Linked DNA regions of Mus musculus: regions 1, 3 and 4 are each linked to region 2. The links are chromatin contacts, called in public ChIA-PET and promoter capture Hi-C maps. All regions are on one chromosome and are shown on one strand. The core of a region is the stretch at or near the end of the contact, and the rest is flanking DNA. Distances in the headings are between cores, read along the strand shown.

Evidence for each region. Promoter capture Hi-C pulls out the DNA fragments that hold promoters and counts their contacts. ChIA-PET counts read pairs in DNA pulled down with a chosen protein or histone mark. Capture Hi-C pulls out chosen DNA fragments and counts their contacts.
Region 1: a contact with region 2 is called in a promoter capture Hi-C map of adipose tissue. The contact joins the promoter of Ino80e here to the promoter of Zfp768 in region 2. A contact is called at or near these places in 1 of 39 promoter capture datasets (embryonic stem cells) and 2 of 9 other capture datasets (adipose tissue and liver).
Region 3: a promoter capture Hi-C map of liver shows a contact between it and region 2, with 2.2 times the contacts expected there. The contact joins the enhancer-like site here to the promoter of Zfp768 in region 2. A contact is called at or near these places in 4 of 39 promoter capture datasets (the C10 cell line, cranial neural crest, liver and 1 more), 5 of 484 Hi-C or Micro-C datasets (the G1E-ER4 cell line, bone marrow-derived macrophages, large pre-B cells and 1 more), 10 of 115 datasets of contacts at active chromatin or transcription factors (bone marrow-derived macrophages, embryonic midbrain, embryonic stem cells and 5 more) and 1 of 9 other capture datasets (embryonic stem cells).
Region 4: an RNA polymerase II ChIA-PET map of memory CD8 T cells shows a contact between it and region 2, with 32 read pairs. The contact joins the promoter of Maz here to the promoter of Zfp768 in region 2. A contact is called at or near these places in 2 of 484 Hi-C or Micro-C datasets (B cells and embryonic stem cells) and 2 of 115 datasets of contacts at active chromatin or transcription factors (memory CD8 T cells and pancreatic cancer cells).

What each region holds. Positions count from the first base shown.
Region 1 is chr7:126,860,983-126,863,914 of GRCm38.p6, forward strand. It overlaps Ino80e (INO80 complex subunit E), which reads right to left and starts at 1,390. Exons shown (of 8, transcript NM_001370765.1): 1 at 1,292-1,390; 2 at 723-1,035; 3 at 494-564; 4 at 258-310. The coding sequence starts at 1,347. Hirip3 (HIRA interacting protein 3) reads left to right here and starts at 990. Exons shown (of 7, transcript NM_172746.3): 1 at 990-1,534; 2 at 1,618-1,738; 3 at 1,836-1,944; 4 at 2,187-2,932. The coding sequence starts at 1,470.
Region 2 is chr7:127,343,871-127,346,573 of GRCm38.p6, forward strand. It overlaps Zfp768 (zinc finger protein 768), which reads right to left and starts at 1,444. Exons shown (of 2, transcript NM_146202.1): 1 at 1,279-1,444; 2 at 1-1,005. The coding sequence starts at 1,366.
Region 3 is chr7:127,647,662-127,650,423 of GRCm38.p6, forward strand. No RefSeq gene overlaps it. Among named protein-coding and RNA genes, the nearest start is that of Gm51458, 12 kb to the left of the region's middle. Within about 2 kb of position 1,405, at least 15 of the 459 cell types and tissues checked have an H3K27ac peak or open chromatin away from gene starts, as enhancers often do. A contact at or near this core is called in the G1E-ER4 cell line and liver, where this site is marked.
Region 4 is chr7:127,025,203-127,028,088 of GRCm38.p6, forward strand. Maz (MYC-associated zinc finger protein (purine-binding transcription factor)) reads right to left here and starts at 1,277. Exons shown (of 5, transcript NM_010772.1): 1 at 1,026-1,277; 2 at 102-952. The coding sequence starts at 1,217. It overlaps Kif22 (kinesin family member 22), which reads right to left. Exons shown (of 14, transcript NM_145588.1): 12 at 2,868-2,886; 13 at 2,729-2,788; 14 at 2,529-2,638. The coding sequence ends at 2,591.

The DNA of each region.
Region 1 (2,932 bases), core at 140-2,639, 480 kb before region 2:
TTGGAGGCAGAGGCAGGCGGATTTCTGAGGCTAGCCTCAGGCTAGCCTGGTCTACAAAAGGACTACACAGAGAAACCTTGTCCAATGGGGTGAAAAAAGACAAAACAGGAAGAAGGTGACAGAAGGCAGCAACTAGGCTTAAGAACCATTGGAGGGGCCTGCATCAGCTTCCGGACCCTAGGAGGGTGGACCTAGGAACACGTGTTTCAAGGGCCAGTATCTCATATCTTCCTAAAAGTGGTCATGACTTTGCTCACCAGAGGAGTCTTCATCCACGTTCTCATACTGCAGAAGTCGATCTAGAAGGAAACTGAGACAAGTGGGAAGGAGGGTGGGTATCCCCATTTTGGTGGTCTTGAGCCCTACCTAGTCCCTCCTAGGAGACCCACTGGATCCTCCTAAGACTGCATGCATTTGGGATCCTGTTCCGGGACGGCGTAAGAACGGATTCCCTGGGAGTTAACAGTGCCCTCGTGCCCACAAGATGCCTTACCTCTTGTCTCGGGAAACCTTCAGCAATTTCCTTTGCGCCTTTCTGAGCTCCTCCTGGAAGCACTCGTGCTCCTGCGGCGGACAGGGCGGGTGCTGAGCCAAGAGCAATCCATAAAAGACCCAGAACCCGGAGACATCTCTCCCTACTCACCCCCTTTACCACATGGGTAAACTGAGGTCCTCTCCGAGTTAGGCCTCACACTCCACAACCGCCCCACGCTGGCACTCACGTAAATGAGGAACTTGAGCTTCCGCTTCAGATTCCTGTATTTCTTTTTGTAGTCCACTTCGCCGTCCGCTGGTCCGTTCATGACCCGCCAGGGAGAAACGCCCCGGAGTAGAGTCCCGCTACCCAAGTCCGCCCGGCCTCTCACACCTCCACTTCCGGAGACTTTGCAACGCCGTATGAAACGGACTACAACTCCCAGCGTCCTCCGCGCGCGGGGAGCGTAATCACACCGCCCGCCCTCCTGGGGGAAGACCCGAAAGGAACGCTGCTTCCAGTGGCTTCGCGGTGAGCTGAGGTCACAGAGGAGCTGGACACTGGGGGGGCACAATTATTGATTGTAAACTGTTTATAAAGATTTGGAACCAAAAGAATATAACCAGAAATTCAGTATGTTAGCGAGAATACCGTCTCCCTTCTGCCTTTCGAAACAAGCGACCTAATTTGTTAATCCCGACCACAGGGATTGATTGAACTGATTACGTTATAAAGACTGCCGGCGCCGAACCGGCTTCTAGCGAAAATTTTAACACGTAGTTTTAGCAAAGAGTCGAAACCTCGCTCAAGACCCACCAGCTGCTCAGGAAAAAGCAAGGTCGGCCAAAGTTTTCCGTCTCAGTGCTCCACATCGGAGGCTCAACGGTCCCATTCCTCACGAAGCCGCCGCACTGCGCGTGCGCAAACTACTGTCGCTCGGGAAACCAGCCTTGAAGAAAAAAAGGCGGGAGCAACCAATCCCTGGTGACGCAAAATGGCGCCGGGAGATGAGATGCGAAAATTCACTCGCAGCTTCTTTCGAGCTTGCCCGGACCTCAGGTGCATAGAGTCTGGGTATTAGAGTCTGGGTTGTGAAGGGGAGGGGTTAGGCTGGAACTCTGTCATGACACGTGTCTCTGTAGCTCGGTTACGCACGCCATCGTGCGACAGAAATTTTTGATTCACGTGGGTCGGGATCATCTTGAACCTGAAGAGAAGCAGGCGTTGAAGCGGCTGGTGGAGGAGGAGCTGCCGAAAATGCAGGTGTGGGTCTAACCCTGGGCCAGCAGAGACAGGGTTTGTTGCTGAGGGGTTGGGGCAGGGCATCTTGGTTCGGTTTGCCCTCATGCTGCACCCACAGGCGGATGCTGGTACCAGGGAAGGAAAGCCAGACTTTATCAAAGTGAAGAGGTCTCCTGCTCCCTGCAGTGACCCAAAGAAGAAAAGGTTCCGCTTTAATTCAGAGTCAGGTTAGTGCCTTCTTCCCTGTTTATCTGTCTGTGACTCCAGCATCATTGGTTTCTTCAAAAGGCGAGGCGCATGTATTAATTGCAAGGCTGGGGCTTGGGGGACAGTGAGTCAGGAACCAGCTGGGGCCACAGCTGTGGTGCTTCTTGCTGCCCTTCACTCTTAACCAGAGTAGATCTAGAAGCATCCTATTCTAGATGGAAGGAGAGGGAGGAATCCATCCAGTCCCATCCCCATGTTTCAGAATCCAGCTCTTCACCATCCAGTCCAGATGGCTCAGGACCCTCAACAAAGAACAGGACAACCAAGAAGACATGTCTAAGAAGAGCCTTAAAGAAAGCAGTTGAGAGCACAGATGAAGACCACCAAACAGACCTGGATGCAAAGATGGGATTGGAGGAGAGCAGTGAGGGGGAAGCAGAGGGCTCTGTTAGATCAGGTAAGGTCACCGAGGAAGAGGAGGACATGAAACAAGAACAGAAGGGCCAGGTTAGAAAGCAAGCTGGGGCCAAAGACAAGCAAGTACCACTCAAGGCAGACAGGAAGCAGGTTAGGGAAGAGAGTGGGAGCAGTGAGGAGGAGGCTGTGCTGCAGAGAGCAAAGGTGGAGGGAAGCACAGGTGCTAACTGCCAGGAGGAGAGTGAAGAGAGCGGAGAGGAGAGCCCAGCTAAGAAGAAAGAGCTTAGTGAGCCCAGATCCAGAAGTAACAGAGCAGAGAGAACAGCCAGGGAGAGAAAGAGCTATAAGCAGAAAAGCAGGCCTGGGAGGCCAACTGGAGGCTTGCGAGACAGCGAGGCAGAGAAGGAAGGGGGCACAGTGGGCAGTGGGGACAGCAGTGAGGAGGGGGAGGCAGAGAAGGAAGGAGGCACAGTGGGCAGTGGGGACAGCAGTGAGAAGGGGGAGGCAGAGAAGGAAGAGGGCACAGTGGGTAGTGGGGACAGCAGTGAGGAGGGAGAAGAGCACTCGGTGAAGAGAAAGAGCAAGGTCAGG
Region 2 (2,703 bases), core at 194-2,693:
GCTGGTGGCGGAGTAGGTAAGAGCTATCAGCGAAGGCCTTGCCGCACCTGGGACACTTGTAGGGCCGCTCGCCTGTATGCGTGCGCTGGTGTTTGATGAGGTCAGAGCTCTGGGAAAAGGCCTTGCTGCAAACCTCACATTTGTAAGGCTTCTCGCCGGTATGGATGCGCTGGTGCTGGATCAGGGTCGAGCCTCGTCCAAAGCTCTTCCCGCAGATGCCACAGATGTTAGGTCGAGGGCCTTGCCCACCCCTGGCCCGGCCACCCCTACGGCCTGGCCCACGCAGGGTTCCTGTCAGATTCAGTGGATTCTGGAGCATCTCAAACTGGGGTGCAGCCAGCAGAGCCCCCGAAGGCATGTCAAATGGAGGCAGCGCTCCTGTGGGCTGCTCCCCAAACCCTTGAGTAAAGGAATCCAGGGGGTGGACTCCTAGGGAGATGCTCAAGGGATTCTTTTCCTCGGGGCTCAGAGGCATCTCTGCACCTTCCTGGAATTTGGAACTTTGAGTTTCAAACTCAGGGCTATGGGTTTTGAACTCAGAATTCTGAACGCCATCTCCAGAGTTCTGCGGTTCATACCCGGGGCTCTGAGATTCATACCCTGGACTTTGAGATTCAAATTCGGGGCTCTTTGAACCGTACCCAGGGCTTTTGGGTTCATACCTAGGACTCCCAGGTTCACAGCCAGGGCTCCTGGGATGGCAGCCAGGGCTTCGGGGCTCATACTTAGGACTCTGGGATTCAAACTCCGGGCTCTGAGGATCTGATTCAGGACTTCTGGGTGCAAACTCAGGGCTTGGGGGCACAAACCCAGGGCTTCGGGATTCAAACCCTGGGCTTTCAGGCTCAAACCTGGGGCTCTGGGATTCAAATTCTGGGCTTTGTGGCTCAAACTCTGGGCTTTGGGGTTCAAGCCCAAAAGGTATTTCTTCAACTTCATAGTCCCCATTGCCTTCTCGCTGAGAAATTTCCCCTTCTTCATTCTCACTTGTGTTGCCTGCAGGATCTGAGAATTACAGAAAATCCAGATTGAATGGGGGTCTGGAAGGTCATTGGGTCCATTAATTGTCCCAAAATTCTCTTCCCACTCCCCAAGCAGGGTCATTGGCCCCTACAAGTGAGGTGACAAAATGTACCACCTCCCCTCTAAAGACCCGGGGCACTCAGTCTCCACCCTCCACCCCACTTCCAAGTGTTTAAGATTCCGGCCTTATTTCCCTCCCGCAGGCCACAGCCCAGTTTTCTGGCACACTCCTAAGAGGCGCGGTCCTTCCCTCACCTTTGAGAGACCCTTCGGGGCTGCCCACTGCGTTGGGACTGTGCACATCCCGGGACTCCAGGCCCCACGACGACGCCTCCCGCTCCATCCCTGCCAGTTCCCAGTGCGGCGGCGGTGGCGATGGCGGACGATCCTACGACCCAGTTCGAGTGCCTGGAGCCCCGAGCCCTCGCCACCCGCGCGTTCAGAGCCTCCGAGGAGACCGGGCGGCCTGGCTTCGGCCGCGAAGGCCGGACGTCTTGACCCTGGGCCTCTCCGGCCCCGCCCCTGTCCGCTGCCCCGCCCCCCTCCCAAGGTCCCCGATTGTCTCGTGGCCCTCACCGGCCCCCGCGCGTCGTGGCCTCGGAGGTGAGGGGCGAGGCGACTCCTCCGGCCGTCCCCCAGCCACAACTCCCAGCCCGAGACCCTCTAGTCTCGGCCCCTAGCCCCGGCCGGGCTACTGCGCCCCTGCCCCCTCCCCCCGCACAGGAAGTGTCCGTCCCTGGCCAGTTCCCCCCGCTGGCTCGCGCCGCGGCCTCTCTAGGAGCGGCTGGAGGTGGAAACTCGTTGGCATTAACCCTGGACTGGATCTCCCGGGCCTCGGGGGGTGGGGGCGACCCGACGCCCCGGAGCCGGCGGGAAGGGCAACAGCAGTTTGTGTGTCTGTATCGCGGGTCTCGGCCTAACCGGGGACCTGTCTGCAGGTTTCTCCGACCATGTGCTGGCTACTGAGTGTGGCCAAGGGCGAAGCGGCAAGTGAGACCAAGGTCAGCGAGAAGGAGCGACGCTTCCCGGCGCCAGCGGGGGAGGCGGCTAGCTCCTCGCCTCAGCCTCGGGGCACTCGGACTGGCACCGGGAACGCGGACGGACGCCCGTTTGACCGCACAACCAGGCTCTGGAGCCCAGAGCCTGCTAGCCCGCCGAGCTACGACAGTGACACCCGCGCCCACTCCCCCCTCCCTCGCCCTCCCCTCCCCCTCCGCGATGCGGGCTCGTTGCCAGAGAAACAGCTCCGCCTCCGCGCCGCGAGGCACCGCCCACTCCTCCCAGGATTGGTTGTTGGGGCCGGCTGTCTCTGCTTCACCGTGGTCCCGGGGTCACCGTGGGTCCGGGCCGTGTAGAGCAGAGGGCGTTCAGGCCATTCTAACAGGATGCCCGGAATGCCTGCGGGAGTGAGAGAGGGAGGCGCCGGGCGTCTCCTCGCGAGCTCGGCCTGCGCTTTGTAAACTTTCCCCTGAGCCGTTTGTCCTGTATTAGGAAGAATGGAAGCCTAGGGCTCTTAGGGTAGACACCCTTCCTCCTCTGCTTTTCTCCCTTCTCGTTTCTTCTGCTCTCAGGTTTTACAGGTGCTGAGGGGCCACTCCAGAGATACTAACATAGGACGACCTTTAATTTCTTCCCTTTCCAAATCTTGTGTTTGATTCCTCGTTTCTTGATTTTCTCACA
Region 3 (2,762 bases), core at 155-2,654, 300 kb after region 2:
GGGGAGATTTTCCGACTCTGTCCCAGCAACCAATATCACAAACACCTGGCAGTGAGGTGCAGCAGTAGGCACACACCTGGGTTCAAGGAACGGTCAGAACATTGGCAGACACACGGGTTCAAGGAGCGGCCAGAACATTGGCAGACACACGGGTTCAAGGAGCGGCCAGAGCATTGTGCACCTCTATTTTTCTAAATCAGTGAAGCTAGTTCTGCTAGCCATGAAATCTATTTTGCCAATTTCAGGGCTTCTGTGACCTTTTGCATTCTGTCAGGATCTTTCAGTTATGGGGGATGTTTATCCAGTCTTAGGAGAGTTGGCTGCCTCTTTGCTGTCCAGGGTCTGTGGAGCCATCTGAGGATAGGTCAGAAGGGACAGGTCCAGTAGGAATGTGTGTCTATGAGAGGAGATTGGAGCATATGAAGGTTGCTTCTCTGGAGCTGTCCTGGGTGTAGTAAGCACCTGGACTTGACAAGATGCTGAAACACATTATTATAGGTAGAGAATAAGAGTAAATACATTTGAGAGAAAAACAATTTTTTTCTTAAGATGTACATTTGAAACCCAGAGAAATCCCACCCTCTGGAATAGGTTAGGCAGATGTACGTATCTGGGTGGAGTCTATTTGGTCCATGAGAGGTAGATCTGACTGGGTTTCCTGTAACTTATAAGTTTATAAAAGAGATAACAGCATGAGTTAACCACATGAATTGTCTTTAAGATGAGCCTTTTGTGGAGCAGAAGGAATAAGATTAAAAAGTTCAATCGGAGCTGGGCAGTGGTGGCGCATGCCTTTAATCCCAGCACTTGGGAGGCAGAGACAGGTGGATTTCTGAGTTTGAAGCCAGCCTGGTCAACAGAGTGAGTTCCTAGACAGCCAGGACTACACAGAGAAACCCTGTTTTGAAAAACAAAACAAACAAACAAAAAAAAGTTTGATTGTATAGTGGAATATTTTATTAGAGTTAGGCAAATTTATAGGAACTCAGATAATGTTAGGACAGTGGCATAGCAAAAAGAGGAAGTATGAAGCATTTAATCAATGGAAACAGAATTTAGGTAAGGAGATAACAGATTACATCTGTGAAAGTTTTTTTCTCTAGCTGTCAATGTAGCCAGAAGTCTGGGGAATAAACAATAATTTAGCAGTTATATTATTTAAAAAATGACAGAGTCTACTAGCCAACAGTTCTCTGTGATCTCCATGGTCTCTACAGCAAGTTGGGCAGTCAGTCTGGCTTTCAAGCACAGAAGATGCAGGCTTTTTCTCTGTGGAATGGATATGTGTGACGTGAAAAATGGCTTACCTTGGTTTTAGCTAGGTCACGTGACTCAGAGTATCGAGTGCTGTCCACTGCGTGTTTCAGTGGTGATCACATCACAGTCCAGGCAGTATCCTGCAGCTGTGTCCACATCTCCTGAGACTTCCTGGGAGGAACCTTAGAGGCTTTGGGGAATTCTGACTGTCACAAACTTAATAATTAACAAATTTCTTACAGATTGAGCACTGTAGGTTGGCTATAACTGAATAGAATTTGATAGCAGTCATCAAGACAGGATAGGAAAGAGAACCGTAGGTAACTTTGACAGTTTCGGAGGTATAGAGAAGTACATTGTTGTATTAGCAAAGAAACATTCAGCTAGGACTAGAATAAGAGCTAACAGCCGTGGCCTGAGATCAGACTGTACTGGCAGGCAAGCCGTGGGAATGGCTAAACTGTGGAGCACACAGCCAGTGGCCCACAGGTCATGGCCCCCAGGGCCAGTGGGTTGGAGCAGAACTGTGCTATGGGCAGCTGAGGCAGAGAACCCTGTCAGGTGGCCTGCAGGCTGCTGCGGGGAGGGACTTCCTACCCTTGAATTCTTTTTTTTTTTTTTTTTTTTTTTTTTTTTTGGTTTTTCGAGACAGGGTTTCTCTGTGTAGTCCTGGCTGTCTTGGCTGTCTTGGAACTCACTCTGTAGACCAGGCTGGCCTTGAACTCAGAAATCCGCCTGCCTCTGCCTCCCAAGTGCTGGGATTAAAGGCTTGCACCACCATGCCCGGCACTACCCTTGAATTCTTAATACTTCTCTTTTCGTCTAATAAATGCTAGGCCTACAGGCACGTGTTTTTATATTTTTACCTTCTTTTATTCCTTTTTTTTCTTACTGTATTTTTTTAGACTTATTTCTTTATTTCATGTATGTGGGTATACTGTCTTCAGACACACCAGCAGAGGGCATCAGATCCCATTACAGATGGTTGTGAGCCACCATGTGGTTGCTTGGAATTGAACTCAGAACCTCTGAAGAGCAATCAGTGCTCTTAACTGCTGAGCCATCTCTCCAGCCCCTTATTGTTTTGTTTTGTTCTTTTTAATGATTCCCTTTGCCATGTCTCAAATTTTTCTGATTTTTTTATAAAGTATCATCTTGTATTAATTGTGCTTATAAAATGTTGTTTTGTTTTTAATTTCTTATTGGTGCTTTGTGACTTTCACATCATGAGCCCAAAACCCCCAGTATCCACTCTCCACCCTTACAACCTCTCCCTAAAAGAAAAACAAAAAACAAAAAAAAACCTCACTGTGGAAGCTGTAGTGTGTCACAGTGTGTCCCACAGCACACTTCTCTACTTGCAAATGTCCACTGCAATGAGTCATTGGTCTGTTGCAAGGCACCTACCTGACTTCTGCTACTCTATCATTCCTGGGACTTCACTGAGATTCCTCCTGGATATCCTGTCGTTGCCGGTGTTATGGAGATCCTGTAGTTTTAGATCT
Region 4 (2,886 bases), core at 27-2,526, 320 kb before region 2:
CCTGTCCCCAGGAACGGGAGCCGCCTCCCCACCAGCCAAAGACAGGCCACCTTGTTGCCCTCCCCCCCACCGGCCTAGTGGGCAGCGAGGCCCCTGCACACCGGGAGAAGCTCTTGCCACAGTGGGAGCAGTTGTAGGGCTTGTGCACAGCGCCGTCATGTGAGCGCACGTGGTAACTCATGCGGTCCTTGCGCTTGAAGCGCTGCTGGCACACAGGGCACTGGTAGGGCTTCTCGTCCGAATGCGACAGCTTATGTCGGTTCAGGTGGTAGACGTCGCGGAAGGCCTTGCCGCACATCTCGCAGGCGTGATTCTTCCGGATGCGCTTCCCAGAGGCAGTCGTGGTCACAACGCCACCGGCCGCCACCGCGGCTGTGCCGCCGCCAGCCCCGGCTTCTCCCCCACCCCCGCTGGCCCCGCTCAGCTGGGGGACACTCAAGAGGCTCAGGGGCACCATGGTGGGCATCTTCATAGCACCCGAAGGGACCCGGCCAGCCTTGGCTCCCGTGTGGATGGCTTCGTGCCTTCGGAGGTTGTAGCCGTTCTTGAACTCCTTGGCGCACAGGGCGCAAATGTAGGGCCCCTTGCTCTTTGTCTTCTTCTCCAAGACAGATGCAACTGGGGCCACGGCGACCGTCGAGGTTGGGGCGACGACAGCGGTGGCAGCCGCTGCTGCGATAGTGGCGGCCGCGGCGGGGGGCGCGGCCTCGGCGGCTGGTGCGGAGACGGCAGGGGGTGGCGGAGGAGGCGCCGGAGGCTGCTTCAGGGCCGCTGTGTCCACTGTGGAGGCGGCGGCAGGGGCCGGGGGTGCAGTAACCACTGCAGCGGCAGCCGCCGCAGCAGCCGCCGCCGCCGCGGCTGATTCCTGCGCGGCGGCGAGAACCGGGAGCAAGTCCACTTGGAGGGGCTCGGCCGCCGGGGCCTGGGGCGTGGGTGGGGGCGCCGGCGCGGCCTGCGGAGACAAGGCGCCGTGTGGGCCGCGGTCGCTGGTCGGCGCCTGCCCGCCCGGCCCGGCCCCTACTCACCTGGAATGGACTCTGGGCGCAGCCCTGGGAGGCAAAGAAGCGGGACTGGAGCTCAGCCCCGACCTGCAGGGGGTTCTGGGCGTGACCCTGAGGTGGCGGGAAGGAGTTCATGAGGCCGCCCACCCCCCGGGAGTCCAGGCCCAGCACGGGGAAGGGGGGGGCCAGCAGCGTGCAAGGGAACACGGGGAACATGGCCTCGGCCACAGTGGGGGCCCCCGGAGCTCAGCGGGAGCCGGGGGCACGGGCCGCGCGGGGCCCGGGCTCGGGGCGCCGCCCCCGGCCGGCCGGGTTGGGCCGAGCCGAACGCATGGCCCGAGGGCCGCCCCGCCGCCCGCGCACCCCGGCCGGCGGGAGGGAGGGAAGGAGGGCGTCTTGTGGGGCGCGGAGCGCGGCGGCGGCGGCGACGCCCCCTGGGTGGGGGCGAGAGGCCCCGCGGGGCCGAGGGCCGGGGCCGGGGGCGGGGGGCCCGGGCGGCGGCGGCGGCGGTGGTGGCGGCGGTTGGAGCCTGGCGGGGCGGGGTGGGGGGAGCGAGGGAGCAGCTTCGGCCCCCGCCGCGCGCGCGCGCCCAGCCGGCGCCTCGGGGAGGGCGGGGGAGGGCGCGAGGGAGGGAGGGGGACAGCTGCGCGCGCACCGGGCGCGCGGAGGGGGTGTGGGACAGGAGGGAGGGCGGGCAGGAGGGGGTGTGGGAGGGGGGGCAGGGGCGGGGGGGGCGGGGGTTGTTACCTGGAAGATGAAGCTGCTCCAGTTGCTGGGATCCATGGCGGAGGGAGGAGGGAGGTGGCTCGCGCTCACCCTGGGGCGGGAGGAGGCAGCTGTGGGGGAGGGGGACCCAAGGAGGAGGCGCGCAAGGAGGGAGGGGGGAGGAGGGTGGGGGAGCGGCGCACACTGCGCGCCGGAGGGCGGGCGGGGGGCGCGAGGACACACAAGAGGCTGGAGCGGGCGCGAGCGCGAGTGCGCGCGGGGCCAGCGGGAGGGGGAGGGACAGGAGGGACTCTAGAGGGCGGAGGGACTGGGGAGCCACCCAGCAGCCCCGGTCGCCCCGAGCGCGAGACCCCCAAGACGGTTGCTGATTGGCTGGCGATGGTGCAGGTGGTGGGCGCGCGGGAGACTAGGCGGCTTCTCTTCCCCCACTTGAACGATTCCACCCCCCACTTCCCTCCGCCAGCGGCCGTTATTTCGCGCGCACGCGCACATAACAGGGACGTCGTTGCTGAGCGGGAGAGTGGGGAGCGCGCCGAGGGAGTTACAGCGGGGCGGGGCTAGCTTGGAGCGCGTGCCCGCTTAACGGTCGGTCGCTGTGCTTAAGCTTTCGCGTCAGCTTTTTGATTCTTCTAGGCCACCGTCCCCTCCCCATTCCAGTGGTTTATTTACAATCTTGGCCTAGTTTGGGGGTTTCCCAAAGATGGCGCCTACATGGGTGTCCTGCAGAGCTTGATCCTGACCCCCAGGGTAGTTATGGACTCTGACCCCAGCCCTGTCATCCTCAAAAACCAGGCTCAACCATGGAATAAAAACTGTATTTACACAACACGTCACTATACAAGGATTTTTAAAAGAAGGTAGTGTCAAGAGGGACCGCTGTGCTGGCTGGCGGCCAAGCTCAAGAGATTCGCCTGTAAAGAAGAGGAACGTGCGTTAGCATAGCAGCCTAAGGTGGGCTGCGGTGGGGGAACACCATGCAGAAAGGGCAAAGGTGGCCTTACCTTCAGGAAAGACTCCACCTGCTTCCCAGAGATGCCTTCCACCTGTTCCAAGTCCTCCACCTAGTGGGACAGCAACACTAGGAAGGGAGTGGACACAGCACGGGGACCCCCCCACTGCACCTGTCCCCAGGGTTGTTACCTCACTGAAGGGGCCGTGG